Regions from separate parts of the Mus musculus genome. Here region 1 is linked to region 2. A link is a contact called in public promoter capture Hi-C data. All regions are on one chromosome and are shown on one strand. The core of a region is the stretch at or near the end of the contact, and the rest is flanking DNA. Distances in the headings are between cores, read along the strand shown.

The links. Promoter capture Hi-C pulls out the DNA fragments that hold promoters and counts their contacts.
Region 1: a promoter capture Hi-C map of pre-B cells shows a contact between it and region 2, with 11 times the contacts expected there. The contact joins the enhancer-like site here to the promoter of Pde7a in region 2. A contact is called at or near these places in 3 of 39 promoter capture datasets (the C10 cell line, cranial neural crest and pre-B cells) and 3 of 115 datasets of contacts at active chromatin or transcription factors (double positive thymocytes, large pre-B cells and thymic regulatory T cells).

What each region holds. Positions count from the first base shown.
Region 1 is chr3:21,984,816-21,990,573 of GRCm38.p6, reverse strand. No RefSeq gene overlaps it. Among named protein-coding and RNA genes, the nearest start is that of Gm31813, 23 kb to the right of the region's middle. Within about 2 kb of position 3,538, at least 164 of the 459 cell types and tissues checked have an H3K27ac peak or open chromatin away from gene starts, as enhancers often do. A contact at or near this core is called in double positive thymocytes, pre-B cells and thymic regulatory T cells, where this site is marked.
Region 2 is chr3:19,309,686-19,315,493 of GRCm38.p6, reverse strand. It overlaps Pde7a (phosphodiesterase 7A), which reads left to right and starts at 4,172. Exons shown (of 13, transcript NM_001122759.2): 1 at 4,172-4,630. The coding sequence starts at 4,493.

The sequences.
Region 1 (5,758 bases), core at 2,289-4,788, 2.7 Mb before region 2:
ACGTAAACTTGGCCCTTTAAAAAATTACATGTGGGTTTTTTTTTCATTTTGTGTGTATGTGCAAGTCATAAGGCAACTTTGTGGAATCATTTATTTCCTCCCCTCTACATGGGCACCAAATGAACTCAAGCTCAGCTTGTCAGGTTTTCGTGATAAGTAACTTTACACCCTGAACCACCCCTCTCCCCTCTTCAATGGGCTAGTTTTACATGCAACTTTTTTTTTTCTTTTTAGCACTTATGCCTCAGAGTTAGTATTGAGGGGAGTATACAAAAGGACCCTTCTGTACTATGTTAGACCAATGACCTGAAGTTACTATTCCCTCACCACCCGAACCCCATACTCTGACTTTTCCCCTAGTAAATAAAATGATAATTGCTGGACAGTGAAACCAAGCAAAATTACATAAACATACCAAGCTATAGGAGACATTTCCTGCTAAAGATTCCTTAAGTTTGGCCATCTAGCTTTTCCTGCATGCACACCCATCCAACAAGTAAGTTTCCTCTGAGAAATGCCTGCAGCATCAATAGCAGCCAATCAGAATCTCTAAGGAATGTGACTTAGTCAGTTGCTAGACTGAGCTGATTTCATTCAAGCCTCAAAGCAAAGAAATATAATACTACAATTAATTTGAGTTAATGAGGTAGATACAATTGCCTTTAGAAGTTTGTCTTGCTGATTCTAAACACCTGTGAGGACAGGCATTAAATATACATGAGACATATAAACAGTTCATTAAATGCTGTTAGTCTGTTTCTGTAGCACGTGTTGATTTTCTTTATTAACATGCACTAACAAGCTTGATCATGACATTTTCTTACACGTATACAACACACATGCACACGTTGCTTTGTACTCAAGATCCCATGAATCTAAGGATTAATTTATATTATCTGAGACCCTTGGGAACCAGCGATAGAGATAATGTATTGTGAAGAGAATGGATATGTAGCTTAGTTGGTTGAGTGTTTGTCTGCATAGCGTGCAACCCTGGCTTCAGTGCCAGCATTGTAGGAAGTGGTGTTGTATGCCTGTAATTCCAACTCTTGTAAGGTAGAGGTAAGAAGGCCATGCCATCCTCAGCCTCACAGTAAGTTTGAGCCTCACAGTAAGTTTGAGGCCAGACTTGGAATATATGAGACTCAGTCTTGGAATATTTTTTATAAAAATAAGAAAATGATAAAGCATGACAAATCTGTTAGTCTTTAAGGAATCATTTTTACTCCTAGTTAAAGATGTCTACAGAATCATAGCTATGAATTTCACTTTACAAATGACAAATTTTATGTTAATGATCTCATTTAACTCTCTGCACATAATCTAAGCACCAAAGAATGCCTCATAATATAATTTCCAGGATTTGCCTCCCTCTCTCCTCCTGTTTTCTCAGGTGTTAGAAACCTATTACTAACCAACCTATATAGAGATGGCATTTATTGGACGGACACTGCAGACATGCACACTTTGTTTTACTGTATAGACTTCCAGGAAGCACTGACAAATGAGATCCAGGAAGAGCCAAGATGTCACTGGGCCTTGAATGCTGACCGTTGAGAATGGGAGGGTTGTCTGTATTCTCCTTCTGCTCTTCTTTCTGTGTTGGCTGAGTCCCTCACTGGCTTGGTCTAAGTAGAAGAAGAGATGTTTACCAGAAATACATGATTCCATGGAACGGATGAGAACATTTGAGAACAGATTTCAACTCGGACTTCCTGGCACGGCTATGGGCTGTGAAGAAGAGTGATGGTCTGTGGCTGTCTCCACAGGTGCCATGGATCAGGGCCTTCACATGTGGGTGGGAAGTGTGCTTATCATCATAGTGAAGGTGCAGCCTGGGAGAGTAAGAAACTGAATACTGGAAACAAGCTAGGTGTGTACTCCTGCTGATGTGTGCTCCACATAGTGCCTCAGGGTCTACATGTTCTGTCGATTATATCATTCTATCAAAGGAGTCCTCAAGACACCATGCATGACTATATACCCATTCACAGTGAGATGAGGATCGCTATTAGTGGAAACCCCTTGTGAGTGTTGCTTTTCAAGGTAGCTAAATCTTCTTTAGTTCAATCTAAAATAATGAAAGCCCTGCTTTATTCAGGCCTAAGGTACATACACATGGCAGAAACATGTTCTCCTCACTTCCTGGGTTAAAGGTGAGACTGCTGAGGGAAGAGCAATGAGGAAACAACTCATGACCACAGAAAGGGGTGTCAGTCAAGACTGTTTCCTTATGTAACAGTGGATAGTGAGATAACGGCTCAGGGTTTGCGTTAGACTTTAAACTCCAACGGACGAAGCTGTTGCCTCCCACGGCGTCTCTGTGTGCAGATGTCACAACCACCCTCCCTGGAGGAAAGGAACATGAGAGAAGATTTGGGGAAGAAAAGCCACAGCTCAAGGAACTGAAAAGGAGTTGTTGCCTTCCAGGCAAGTGTGTAGGCTAGGGAAGGCCCCGAGCAGAGCATGCTGTGTGTGTTAGGAGCCTGACGACTTGGACCATGTGAATTTTCTCATTTCTTGTTACTTCTAATGCTATTGATCAACTGTGTGAAGGGAACTTTCTCTGCACCTTCTGCTTTCACAGTAAGAGCCCAATATTCATGTCTGGTTTTGGTAGTGAGTCTAGACTAACAGTGAGATGGGTAAGGGAAAGAGAAAACCTCCCCCCCCCCTCCCCTTTGTGGTTAATGGTGTCAGAGGCTGTAGGAGACTGGCAGGTGTTTAGAAACCAGCGTGAGTCATTCTGCATCTCAACTTGGCTGGGCTATGGGGCTGCATATTCAGTCAAGCATTATTTTAGATGTTTCTGTAACATCTTTGGGTGAGATTAACATGAAAACCAATGGATTCTTTGTGCAGCAAGAATACTTTTTATGACATGGTGGGTTCCGTCTAGTCAGCTGAAGGTCTTACTAAAGACTGATGCTGACCCGAGAAGTTTAGATTTAGTAAGGCCCCATAATCACGTGCATTAGTTCCTGAGGAGATACTTACTCCTCTAACCCTCATCTGTAGGAGGTTCAGCTCGCTAACTTGGAAGCTCTTTCTACAGTCAACCATAATGTAGAGATTGTTCCAGCAAGAGTTCTGAAATCAGGAAAAATACAACAACAACAAATTTAAATGCCCAAATATCAGAGGCTATTTATTTTATTCAGTCCTTTCCCTTGTTTTAAATCAGGGTCTCAAGTTGTCTGGTTTCCTTTGATATTTCTATATAGTTTAGGATGACCTTGCAGATATGTGCCACCACAATCCCTTTACACAGTGCTGGGGATTGATCCTAGGTCTTTGTGCTCATTCGACAAGTACTCTGCCAACTGACATACATCCCTCAGCCCTCATCATCAGCTTTTGACACAGAATTTTTGGCAGGGTACCTGTTGGCTTGGTACAGAATGTGTCTGTCCCCTGAGCCAACATCTTCTTAAAATGGCAGACGAAAATAAACCCAGCTGAGTTGGAGATAGTCATCCTGGCAACCACACATCTACTTTTTCCTGGAACATCAACTCTTAGGCAAGGACTATTTGCCTCTGTGCTAACTCAGGACCAGGACCAAGTCCTAGAGAACACCCCGTACCTCTGATGACTCTGAGAATGGACTCTGCCAGTGTAAGTGACTGGACTTGGCTTGGAACTCAGTGTTTTCTCAATTGCAGATCTTCACAAAGCTTGTGTTAATTGTTCTCCTACAACAGATAAGCCTAAGGTGTCCTGTTTAAGGAAATGTTCCTCTTTGAAAAAACTGCCTGTACTATAAACCCCTCCCTGAGGGGAGGACGAGAAATGTGCCCAGCTCCAAGATGTGGCCAGACAGCATTGTACAGCCTGGTAACTCTAGTCAGCCCCACCTTCAAGGATCCAAGTTCAGCAGAGGTGAAGAGTGCTTTCGTTCTGGTCACTCATTCACCAGGGGAAGCTGGACACCATCCGGTGAACCTGGTCTTGTGAAATCAGACAACCTAATTGCCCTTTACAGCTTGGTAAATGATATACTCCAACTGTGAGGGCTAAAGTTATATTTTAAGTTTTAATTCCTGTGCTGAAGGGATCTATAAAACAAAAATGTCTCTAACCTATAATGCAGATAACTTTCTCTGCCCACGGACAGATAACTTCCTGGATTCTGGGGGCTACTATTCATGCAAGATAACAAGCCATGAAAATGTTTTCACTTCTGTAAACAAGGTTGGTTGCTTCAACTTCTCAGGATGTCCTTAATCACATGGACCAGGAAGTACATAGGCAGGATGTATGCTTACCCCCAAGGCAGCAAATACACAGCCTTGTAGGTTGTGCCTTTATAATCACCAGATTAGCACAGTGTGAGGCCGTTTTCTGGGAATCCTGAGTATGGATCTGGGTAGAGTCCATAGTCTTGGCCAGCATTTAATAAAACTTACTTTAATTTTGGCTCAAAAATTGGGATAATGGTCCTATTCTCTCCCAGTAGGATCAACAGTAGGGCTCATAAAAGTTAATCCAGACCCAGGCTTCCAAGCTGATACCCTGGGTGATGAGCAGAGTGTCTAGTTGTCTAGCTGTGGATAGGACAAAAACCCTCAGAGGTTTCTACACCACTCTTGGAATCTTTGGAGAGGCCTTATATGCTGCCTCAGTAACTTAAGTGCTGGGACGGGGCATATAACTCAGTTGTAGAGTGCTTGCTTTGCATTCACGAAGCGCTGGCATCTGTCTCGGCACCATGTAAGTAAGGAACTGTAACACATTCTTGTGATCCTCTAATTTTGGAGGTAGAGGAAGAAGAATCAGTGTTCTTGGTTCTCCTCAACTATGTAATTAGAAGGGTCATCTAGGCCTAGGTAATACTCACTAAACTAAAAACCAAGGCAAATAACAACAACGAAAACCAACACAGATTCCATACACATCGGAAAAGCAGACTCTGGAGAGATTTCTAGAATGTTCTCCAATTTGGTTCATTCTCCAGGTTTTTGTTCTGTTTTGTTTTGTTTTTTACTTTCCAACTAATGAAACTATTTTATGTTGACAGCTAAAGTGGTTGGCTTTAGTGATTTTTTTTTTATTTCTTTTGGGTTGTTGAGCTTTGATCTTCCTCTTGGGGTATGACTTACAGTGGGCAGTGGCACCGTACTCTCAGTTTGTGGTCAGCCTGGGATCACAAATGTGAGCAACCAATACTCTCCAGCATGGTTGCTTAGCTGGTTTGTCCAGTAGGTGATGGGTGTTAAGTGATATTTTCATCTACTGAGGGGCTTATCAGGATATGATCTCATTGTGGTTGAGTAGCATCGTTAATTGTTTTGAAAACACTATTAACTATGGATTCCTTAAGACTTAATCTGTGTCAATTTATTTACATATGTTGCCTGTTTAAATCTTAACACATTTCACATCCAGTAGTCTTATTCCCCTAGAATCAGCAAAAAAGCAATGGTGTTACATAGCCACAATACCAGAATCATTATTCACTCTCTGTCGTGTGTGTGTGTGTGTGTGTGTGTGTCCTTATGCAGAGGCCAGAGAAGAGTATAGTATGTCTTTCTCTGATGGTTTCAGTTCCTTGAGACACTGTCTCCCACTGAACCAGAAGATTAGCATTTAGTTGGAGTTGCCTGGCCAATGAACTTTCAGAATCTGCCTGTCTCTACCGTGCAAAGCTGAGGGTATACAAGAGAGCAGCCAGCCATGCCTGGCTTTTTACTTGCATGTTGGAGATTTGATCTCAGGTTTTCATTCTTGCAAAGCAGGAGCTCTTAGCCATTGGGCC
Region 2 (5,808 bases), core at 2,923-5,422:
TGAGTATCATTCCTGTATGTTTCCCAGATCTGCTATAACAAATGGCTAGAAGCTGGTTGCCAAAATAGCAGATGTTTAATTCTTCATTGTTATGAAAAGTATAAATCCAAAATTGAGTTGTTGCTCCCTCTGAATGTTCTAGAAGAGAATTTCCCCCTGGGGCTTATAGTAAGAGTTCAGTTATATTGGAAGCTGAGGCTGCCACTTGGCCATTCTGGACCATTCTGGACTCCTAGTTAACTCTCAGAGCCAGGAGGGGATGCTTATGTCATCTCCATAGCTACACAGCCAAAGAAGAAATGCAGGAGACTTTAGCACTGTGCTTGGTACTTGGTGTTCAGACTCTGTGGGTAAACTATAATACTTCCTATAATAGATTGCTCAGGGAAGGTTTGGTCCACTCATAAGGCAAGGAACCTTACCAGCTAAGACATTTCCTGAAGGCAAACTGAGTATGCAATGGTCATGATAGAGAGAGAGATGGCATTTATGAGTGATAGTCATCTGAACACTAGCACATGCAGTTACAAGGACAGACGACAAGAGGTATGAGTATTTTGACATAGATCTGTACATCTTAATCAATTATTTTCTACTTCTCTCTATCTCACTCTTCCAATACTGGTTAATGCTAGGTAGCCTTATACGCTAGTTTTTAAGTTTCAGAATATTAGGGAGGTTCTGTCATTTGCCACATGTAGGAATGAATGTAACTCAAAGACCTTATAATCTCTTTTGGATAGGGAATGATCTGGCTAGAGCTGTACAAGAGAAAGCTACATATTCCAGGAAGAAGTATGAAATGCTTAAGTGATCATGGATGTCAGGGTGACATGGATAGATCTGGAGTGATTCTGCCCTGATAATCAATTTTGCTAACTAGGTCTGCATTTCCCAGACGTTGCCTTCTTCCCCATCCCCCATGCCCCATTTTTATGGCTCTGGTTTCAGCTACCCATAGCAAAGACTTGCAAGATTTGAAAGGTGGATATGAAGTCATTATATGTGGAAGGTCTATAGAACATTGTAGACATTGTGCAAATGTCTTGTTCTGTCAACTTGCCTCATGGTAAGGAGTAGTACCCCAGGCCTGAAGCATCTCTATTCTCTGTGTCCAGGGCTAGCTCCTTAGCTAACAGCACGAGCATCTTCTGGGTCACTGGGGTGAGACACAGTGAGGAAACAACAAGGGTTCCAATTTTCTTCTCATAGATCACAACTTGTCCAAGCCTCTGACTTCTTTGCAGCTGCCTAGTGACTTCACACTCACTACCAGACATTGAAGCTGAAGGCTTTCATAAACCTCTTTACTAGGTCCCCTCCCTGCTGCCACTTTAGTGGCTTTTCTATAAGCCTGTAATCATTCCTTCCTAACCTTACCACACCAGCTTCTCCATCAGAAAGCCTGGTATAGTAACACATCTCTACAATAAATCCTTTTTGCACCACTTTTAGTGATTCTGCTTCTTTGATCCATATTCATACTTTGCTATTTCATAGCACTGTACTAAGTAACCATCTTCTTTGGGCAGTTTTAGAATCATCTTGTTTAAAATACACTGGACTATGTTATGTTCCATGGTCATGTTAAAGTGCTGTAAGTCTGTATATTCAGAGGACATTCTTGTTAAACATCCAAGTCTTGTGTATTCCACTACATTATAGTATAGTATAGTATAAAACATACTAGCATATAAAAGTATAAAAGCATCCTTTGTATGGATCTTGATTTTCTTTTCTATTTCTTTATTTTTTGTTGCTTTAGGTAAAGGGATTTCTTTCATTACTTAAGTTTAAAGTTTCTCTCTGTGGTGGTTCATTTTGTGCCATGTTGGTTAGGCTGTAACATCCAGTTGTTTGGCCCAACATAGGTCAAGATGCTGGCAACACTTAATCTCTAGATGTTAAGCAGATTACCCTCTTCAAAGTGGCTGGGCCTTGTCTATTCTGTTAAAGGGTTTAAGAGTGAAGATTTGCACTTTCTTTCTGAAGACTCCAGCATAGAAAGAAATCCTGCCTATCTTTTCAGCCTGGCAGTTTTCTCTTATCAGTTTCAGATCCCAGAATGCAAAGTCCACTATTACTGTCTGTCTGTCCATCTACTCTCTAGACATCAGCTTTAGCAATCTTGAGCCAATCTCTTGAAATCTCTCTTTAACATCTCCCCTCACCCTTTCTGGAGTTCCTCTGATGCACCCTAATGCCTTCCCAACAATACAGAAAACATAATACTGCATGCTATGGTGGAAGACATGGCTCTCAAGTCAGACCAGCGTTTACTAAGGAAGTGACTTAGTTTTGGAAAGGGACTGCTCATTTGTATAAATAAGATCAAATTACTATGTGTTGGGTAAAAATACTGTATATAAAATACCTGCCAGGGCTCTTGGCTCAAACAAGGACCCTGAAATAGACCTTACTGGAAATGTACTGTTTAGTTGCCTATTTAGTAGTGAGTCTTATTATTTAATTAATCAAATATTTGGATATTACTAAATGTGGTATATTTTACTCAATGAAATTTTACCAGTATCAACTTTGTGTAGAGGTACTCAAATTTGTTGTTGTTGTTTGAGATAGAATCTCACTATGTAGTCTGCCTGGTTTTGAACTCACTATGATACTTGAGCTTATCTTTAACTCTCAACTCTTCATCGTGTTGCCCTAGCTTTCCAAAGGCAGCGATTACAGGTTTGTACCACCATGTCCGTACATATCACTTGAGGTTAGTTCTTGAGATTTATCTGTCCTAGGTGTAGGGCAAGTTTGTTTCTAGGAATCTACTTCCAATTTAGTCAGCTGATAAACGACTTTCTGAAGACTAAGTGGCCCACAGTGCTCGGTGTAATCCCAAGTGAGATGCTTAACACATCTACTACAGGGACTAATTAGGATTTCAAAAGCAGTGAGATCAGTTGCTGCACTAAAAGAATCTCATTAGTGCTTCTTCATCTAGTGAAGGCAAATTCCATGACACAGAACGGATCGTAAAACATGATGAAGACCTGGCATGTAGAAAATACACAGGGGCACGAGGTTTAAATAATAAAAGAATACACCTTCCACCTTTGTCCGTTTATCTGATCATGTACACTCGGTACTCAATTTATAGCATCATTAAGCCCAGGCTCAGCACTGTACTTCTTCTAAGACCTGCCACCTTGCCAATCTTAAATAACTGGGAGACTAGATGCCCTGAGAAATGATCCAAATCTATTTTGCCAGGGGGCGGGGGTGGGGGTGGGGGTGTGGAGCTCGTTCATGCTAAAAGTATCTGATGCTCAAAGCATCAGAAACAGTCGGCTCCTGCAGAAAAGCTTTGGCAGTTTGGGGCAGAAACTTAAAAGAACAAGCAAATTATATCCTCACCTTACCAAAACAGGTGAAAAGCTCTCTTACATCCTAGCCAGCAAACACTAACAAAGAAGGGCGATGGTTGGCTAGGGGAACTTTTGGTCTCTTTGTCATCTTTGTCTTCCCAATATCGTCATTTCTCATTTTCTTGGTTGCAGAATTTCACTTTTCTCCATCCAAAGACCCTCCTTCTCGCTCGGGAGTTTTTGGTCTTTTTCTGCTCTGCAGGCCCCGAAAGTCTGGGGCCTCACTTGCCAAGGGAAGCCACTGGAACCTTGCCTAGGTAGGGCACGGACGGTGACATAGCGGGAGCACTGAGCCCCCGAGATCTGCTGGCGTCACCGCCGCAGCGGCCTCCCGCGACGCCCTAGTACGGGAATTCCACAGGGGACGCGCGCGGTGCCCCGACGGGCGGAGCACGGAGAGGGCGCCCGGTGCTCTGGGCATTTTGGATCTGTCGGACGAAACAGCGCCGATCCGGTAGGCCGAACAAACTCCGGGTCGGTGCGCCCGAGGATGCCCCACGTAACTCTCCTGCGCACGCGCCGCGGGTTGCGGGGAGGGAGCTGCGGGGAGGCGGGAGGGGCCGGGGGGGCGCGGGGCGCGGCGCGGCGCGGCGCGGCGCCTAGCGCAGCGGACGCGAGCAGCCCTGTCCGGACAGCCGGCGGGCTCCTGGGCGCGGCGGCGGCGCGGGGCGCGGGGCATGCGGCGCGGCGTCGTGACGTCACGGTGGCGGCGGCCGTGGTTGGCGCAGGGTCCGCTGCTGCAAAGTGTGAATTACGCCGGGCTCGCGCCGGCGGCGGAGCGGAGTGAGGCTCGGGGGAGGGGAGGGGGCAGGGCTCCGGCGGCCGAACTGCTCTACGCTCCGCGCCCGTGCTCGCGGCCCGGGCCAGCTCTCGCGCCGCGGAGCGCCTGGGCGGCGGGTTCCCCTTTAACGCCGCCCGCCCGGCTTCCCGAGCCCGCTGCAGCCCTTCCCGCCGCCAGCCGCGCGGAGGGCCGGGAGGCGTCGGCGGCCACTAGCGCCGCCCGCCCCGCGCGCGCCTCGGCCCCGGGTCCCCGCGGCGCGGCCCCCTCGTAGCGCAGGGGCGGGCGACCGCGGACTGGCGGGCGCCGCGCGGATCCAAGGCGGACGTGTTCAATGGAAGTATGCTACCAGCTGCCGGTGCTGCCCCTGGACAGGCCGGTCCCCCAGCACGTCCTCAGCCGCCGAGGAGCCATCAGCTTCAGCTCCAGCTCCGCGCTCTTCGGCTGCCCGCATCCCCGGCAGCTCTCGCAGGTAACCGCCGCCCCGGGGCCCGCAGCTCGGTGCTTTTGTCTTCTGGAGGGACTCGGGCCATTGTTCCCGCCTCGGTAGGCTGGCCTCCCCTTCCCGGAGTCTTTCACCCTCGGCTGTGCTCGGTGCCCCTGGCCTCTGCGACCCTCGCCGCGGCTAACCCGTCACGCCCGCTGGTAGCCCCAAGCCATGACTTTATCCTCCCCTCCTTTCTCTGTGTCTCCTACCAGTTGGGCCTCTTGTCCCCTTAGTCATGACCCTGAGCTCACCTTTTCGCCCCCCACCCCCTAGCCCTCCCCCACACCTGTGCAGGTTCTCGAGCCTTGCAGCGCTGCGGGTGCTGAGTTTCTCAGAACAATAGGCCTAGTGGTCCCATTGTGGTCCTCACCCGAACTGCGAACTGCTGCTTTGTAGGGAAGGGGCCTAGGTGTCAGGAACTAGTGTGCAAAGTTGATGGTTTCCAATCAGTTTTCTCGCTTGATAAAGGCGGCTTTAGTTCAGAAACCACTGATGAGCATTCACAAAGGACTTTGTTTCCGATGGCCCAACACCAGTTGCTGTTGAACATTAAAAAAAAAAAAATTTTTTTCTGTGACGTCCTTGGCTCAGCTCTTTAGTTGGGTTAAATTTGGTTGCCAGATTTAGAATAAAGAGGAAGAATTTTACTTTGTTTACATATGAACCTGGTGCCCTCATTGCCTGCTGCCAGAAGTTCTGTGTTTATGAGATTACTTTTGGGACGGGTACTGGAGGAGTGTGCTTACATTTGCTGGTCTAGACTCCAATCAGTGAGCCTCAGCCATTCATCCATCCATCCATCCATCCATTCATTCGTTTATTTGTGTGCTTGTTTATGGCAGGGCCTTTCTAAATTGTTCAGTCTTGCCTTTAACTCATGATCTTCCTGCTTCAGACTTCCAAGTACCAGGCCTGAGCCATTGCCCTAGGTCCCGTATTCATTTCGTAAAATAAAGTATTCTTATTTTTTTCTATTGCTTAGTATTTCTTTACCCTTTATAGCACACTGTTTCTCCCTTCAATTATATTGTATTATAAGAAAGGAAATTTTAAAGACAGTTAGAATGGACAGCATCTTTTAGAGATTTTGCTTATAGTAGATCGCCAGTAAATTCTATTTGTCATTTGCCTTTTTTTCTTTTTCCTTTTTGGCCTGCAAGATA